2 separate regions of the Pan troglodytes genome follow, and region 1 is linked to region 2. A link is a contact called in public Hi-C data. All regions are on one chromosome and are shown on one strand. Each heading gives the region's core, a stretch centred on a gene start, on an enhancer-like site or on the middle of the called end of the contact. The rest is flanking DNA. Distances are from core to core; before and after follow the strand shown.

Region 1 (2,700 bases), core at 150-2,649, 1.1 Mb after region 2:
GAAAGAAAAAAGAAAAGAGGGAAAGGAAGAGCGAAGGGAAAGAAGAAAAGACAGCCGGCCGGAAAAGAAAGAGCAATCACATAAAAACATAAAACACAGATCTCCAACATGCTGTGTTGAGACGCCTCTTCTGGGTTAAAACAAAATGAAAACAGTCACAGACGAGGCAGGGGAAAGTGCTGGCAAAGGGTGGGCTCCTCGCAGGCAGCTCCAGGTCCTCCGGCCGCAGGCGACGAAGGCAGAGCGGCTGGGGAGCGCGGAGCCCCGGCGGAGAGCGGAGCGCAGCGGCTGCGGACTCACCCCGCCGCCCGGCCCCGCGGCAGCAGCTGCCGCTGCCGCCTCCGCCTCCCGGCTCTCCCGCTCGCGGCTCACCTCGGCCGCGGTCCCCGCGCAGTACCCACCTCTGCGCCGCCGTGTTGGCGTCCAGCACCCCGGCGCCCTGCATCCACGTCCGCACCGCGTTCATGCCGCTGCCCAGCGGCTCTTCCTTCATGCTGCTTCCACTCCGTTGGATGCTTTCCTGAATCCCAAACATGAAAACAACCTTTTCTTGTGGAAAATCTCCTCCCCCTTGAAAAAAATTAAAAAAAAAAAAAAAAAGGAAAGAAAAGAAAGAAAAGAAAAGAAACAAAAACGCCAACCAGAGATTTTTTTTTTTCTCAGACGATGAACTCGCACTTAGAAGATCAAGGCGGGCTGGAAAGCAAATTTTTAAAAAATGTAAACCTCTGCTCAAAACTGAGCGATAACCCGAAAAAAAGAAGAAAGGGAAAATCCAACGAAAAGACCAAAATAATAAAATTAGAGATGTATGCTTGGCTGTTGGGGGTTGTTTGGTTGGTTGATTTTTGGTTTGGGTGCTTTTTTTTTTTTTTTTTGCTTTTTTTTTTTTTTTTTGTAATGATCACAGGCCGGTGGAGGACAGGAGGGGCTGGAGTTTCCTTTTGTAGAGGTACCCTTCACTTGAAGAAGCAGGAAGAAAAAAAAAAAAAAAAAAAAAAACCCTGATGGCAATTTAAGAAACAATAGACTCAACTCGCGCTGCCGGCTTTGCTACTTCAAGTGTCATTTTCCACAACCAGGCAAGTTTTTTCCTCTCTCTCTCTTTTTTTTTTCCTCCTTCTCTCCCAACCAAAGATGTTTCTTTCCTTTGCGTGTAGATGAGGAGGACGCTGGTTGCCGTAGACAGATACACCAGAGAGGGTGGGGGGAAGGGGAGAGAGGGAGAGAGGAAAGGGGGGGAGGGAAAGAGAGATAGAGAGAGAGGAGAGGGAGAAAGAGAGAGGGGTGGACCCTGCTGGATGGAGATTCTGTTTTCTCCTTGCTAAAATAGAAGTGATTTGCAGGCTTTCCCTATGGAATCCAGTTTGACTCTCCCCAGAGCTAAACACAGGCACACTAACCCCAAAGGGAGGAGGCGGGGCCCGCGCATCGAGGCCCCGCCCCTTCATTTGCATAACGTCATCTTTCCGCCCACCGCAGCCAATCGCGGCCCGGGAGCCGGCTCGCTGGCGGCGCCAGGCCACGCTCTCTCATTAACATCCCGCTCCCGGTGGCGCAGGGGAGCCGGCCAAAGTTCCTCGCAAAGTGGCGAGCGAAGGAGCGCTGAGCACTGGCGTCTGGGCTGGGGAGGAGCGGGTCCCAGCGAGGACGGAGAGGGGACAGAGGGAAAGGGAGGCGGGTGTCTTCCTCAGGAATTTGAGCTGGGGATCTGCATCCTGGCCATTGCAGTCCTTTAGCATCCTCGCCGCGCCCTGAGCGCGCTGGAGGCTTGCAGGCTGCGCCCTCCCAGGGCTGATGCCGCGTCCTGCTCCGCCGTTCTGGGACGTCGGGGACAAAAGTGGAGGAGACGGGAGAGCCCGGGCAGAAAAAGCAGGACGCGCGTCCCAGGTGCCCACCTCTTCGCTTTGAGGCGGGGGCGGTGGGATGGAATATGGGTGCGCGAGGTCGGGGCTGGTAACTCTCGGAGGGGCACGGCCTCCACGCTGGGAGGGATGAATGGACCCTGGGCCCCGGCAAATGAGGCGCTGTGGGTCCCCAGGAAGTGGGGTACCAGGCTCTACTCCCACCCCGGCCTCTGAAACGCTTCTCTCTCGGCCGCTAGCCTAGAGGCTGCCAGGGTTGGGCACTGTTCTCACTCACACGCTCACCTCTCTCGGGCAGTCCTCGAGATATGTGAATGGTGGAATGAATGCTCTCACTGGGGCTGTGTCAGGATGCGTTTTTAAATTTTCTCAAATTAAATGCCAACCCCTCATTCCCCACCCCAAGTAGTTGGTTCGTTTGTTTTCAGAGTAACTACCAAAGCAACAGCAATGTTAACCGTCTTTGATTAGCTGGTTATTTGGTGTAGGGTTTTTCTCATCCTCCTTTATTCTTCCTGTTAAAAAGGAGGGCTTGAACAAATCCTTCCTAACTCTGTCTCTGCCATATGAAAAGGGTGGGGGGAGAAGAGAAGGAAGGTGGGGAGAAAGGACAAAAAAGGAAGAAGGGGAAGAGAAAATGGGAAGGAAGGAGATAGAGAGAAAGGAGAGAAGGAGAAGGAACGAATGGAAATGGGAGAGATGGAAGGAAAAAGGGAAAGAAAAAAGGACGAAATTGTCTCCCTCCTCAGGCTTTTCAGCATGTATCTTTGTGGCTGGCAAAGGAAATAGCTAGAAGTTTCTGGGTAATGTGCCCCATCATTTTTTAGCAGGTTGT
Region 2 (2,700 bases), core at 15-2,514:
TAGTGCTACCCAGTCATGTCTCAACAGCCTTCTGATGGAGAAGTAGATGGAATGTTCTTTCAGGAAATCAACTTCATGAAGCTCAGCTCTATGCTCAAATGTGGTTCCCAGCCCCTTGGGTTGTGTCTGACTCTCAGTGGAGAGCCAGGTACTCTGATTCTTGTCTTCATTGGTTGAGGTGACTTTGATAAAGTTCTCTATCCTTGCTGAACCGGAGTCATGTCTCTCCTGAAGATGGGAAAACTATACTTAGTATGTTCCGCTAGCTTTGAGGATTAGGCATCATCATTTTTGGAAATCAGGGGCTTGGGGTTTGAACACAAAGCATTGATTTGGTGTCGCCTCATGAAAACAACATATTTTGAGCATCTAGACCTTTTTTGCCACCATTAAAAAATCCCATCCCTAGACCAACAACCCTGCATTAAGCAGCAGGCTTTGGCACTGGACCCTGTACAGCTCAAGCTCTTTAAATATTTACAGTTGGAACCCAGACGTGGCAGGCCTCCTGGGGCTGGCTGGTGCTTAGACCGTTCCCTAAGGTCTTTGGGACATGAACAAGAATGGAATTTTACTGAAGATTTCAAGAGAAAACAGGGAATATGGTTGGCATCATAGACCACACAATAGAAAGCTAATAAAGCTCGGTCCTCTGCCAGCCACCTGTCTCTTAATCCAAACAGCCTCTCAGGACTCTCCTGTCCAGGCTATTCAGCTTGTGTCTGTAACTTATATACCCCATTCAGCTAAACCAAGCCCTGGAATTAGTCTTAGAGTGATCATCAAGTGCCTCTTGGAAATCTCCTCCCCATCGAAGCTTCTGATTTATTCACCGAGTTAACTTTATTGAGGGTGGGTGAGTTCACCTACTAAGTAAAGATTTCCTCTATGTTGTTATATACCCTGTCCATTTCTATAGAGGACTGTGAACCTTTTTAAGCACTCCAGGTCTACGTGAAACAAAACTGAATTGCATAGCCTAATACCAGGCATCCTTCATTTCGTTACTGATCATCCTGTTGCCTTCTGGTCTCTCCCTCATTAGAGTCCTTCAGTCACCCCCTGAAGTAGGGAAAAATGGTTTTGTGTTCACCTCACCTTTCTTCAACCTGTCGGTAGCCCCCTTCCTGTTCCCCTGTTGAGCCACAACAGCTAGCCTTGTTCTTCCTGGAAGAAGTCACTCAGATTCTCTCCCTCTCCAGGATTTCTTCACCCCCACCCCCAGCCTTGGTGTGACACTTGAAAGGTGATAATGAATGACAATGATGTAATGTGTCACTGCTGCAAGGCTATTTGCATTCAAATGAGGACTCTGGCAGTTGCATGATCTGAACCCAAAAGAGTGACTCCTTCTTAGGGATAATTGCAGTCTTTGGGGCAGGCCAACGAAGCCAGTGTTTGGCCTAACTAACATTGTCTATGGATGCCCTTGCACCTCAGTGAGGGCTAGATGCACTGTGTGAGATGGGTGGATGAGGGAGAAGTGAAAAAACACATTTGACATTACAATATGATTCTATGTTAAATGGCTTGTATGAACTGCTCTGCAATCACAGGGTACAAATATCATCACATCTCTTTGACTACCGTGTCCGCTGCTGTATCCTTAATGTTTTAAATAGTGCCTGGCACATAGTGAATGCTCAATAATTATTTGGGAATTGGATGCATGGATGGATAGATAGATGATTTAGTTTTCCAACAGATTGCTCAATCTCTTCCTCACAAACAGGGACTCCAAATATAGTTCTCTTGAGACTTCCAGTCCTGAAAATGTCTATGAATTCCAGGATATTTTCTTAATCTCAAAAGAACTGGGTGGGGCAGCCAGTCTTCTTTTGATACCAGGGGAATCTGGGGAGAAATCCCTATGCTGTCTCGGCTGTTTCTTTCTTGCTGCCAGAGGGTGTCGCTGGTGAAGCTGAATTCTGCACGGTCCCATAGGCTCGTTCATCTGAGAGGAGCCTTCAGTGGTTCTCCAGGGAGGACATTCCACTTCTTGTGGGCTAGACTGGGCCATGCGTACTGAGAGCTCTGGCTGCCAAGACATCAGATTTGATCCTCTCCTTGAGTTCAGGTGCACGGCCACATCCCAGGGCACAGGCCAACCCTAGGAGGCTGGTGCAAGACTAGTCTTAGCTTCCTGCACTCACAAACCCAGAATGCTTGACCCTCTTTCTGGAGATCATTCTCCCAAGGAAGCCTATTTCAGGGGTTCAAGGAGCATTTTCAACCCCTCCCCTTGGCGTGACATGGCTAGAAACTTCTTTTACTAAACAGAATAAGTAGTGGTAACAGTAGTAGTGGTAGTGATGCCAATTATGTTATGTGAGGCACCATACAAGAATGTAATCCTTACAATGATCCCATGATATAGATATTCTCATTATCCCCACTATAGAGATGAAGAAATCTGAGCACAAAGAAGTTATTTGCCCAGGGTTTCCACTGTACTAAAGAATGTCATAAAGATTAAGATACAGGCTGCATACTTTCAGAGTGTGTGCACCTAAATACTCCATAATGATTTTCACAGCAAGCCTATGAGATAGATAGTAGTAATGGTTCCATTTAACAGATGAGGAAACTGAGGCTTAGACACTCTCAGATGATTTGAAGCACTGTAGAAAACAGGATTCTGCTCTTGGACAACATAGAAGGATCATGTGGTTTATTCATACCTTTGGTAGCAAGGTACCC

What was found. A called contact is a pair of places that touch in the nucleus more often than the background predicts.
Region 1: a contact with region 2 is called in a Hi-C map of induced pluripotent stem cells, with 2.3 times the contacts expected there. The contact joins the promoter of EBF1 here to the enhancer-like site in region 2. A contact is called at or near these places in 2 of 7 Hi-C or Micro-C datasets (induced pluripotent stem cells and stem cell-derived neural progenitor cells).

Annotation. Positions count from the first base shown.
Region 1 is chr4:156,790,213-156,792,912 of NHGRI_mPanTro3-v2.0_pri, forward strand. EBF1 (EBF transcription factor 1) reads right to left here and starts at 1,400. Exons shown (of 17, transcript XM_063811625.1): 1 at 1,037-1,400; 2 at 402-520. The coding sequence starts at 1,069. LOC134810123 (a long non-coding RNA gene) reads left to right here and starts at 1,535. Exons shown (of 2, transcript XR_010157393.1): 1 at 1,535-1,890.
Region 2 is chr4:155,705,662-155,708,361 of NHGRI_mPanTro3-v2.0_pri, forward strand. No RefSeq gene overlaps it. Among named protein-coding and RNA genes, the nearest start is that of CLINT1, 160 kb to the left of the region's middle. Within about 2 kb of position 1,265, at least 3 of the 24 cell types and tissues checked have an H3K27ac peak or open chromatin away from gene starts, as enhancers often do. A contact at or near this core is called in induced pluripotent stem cells, where this site is marked.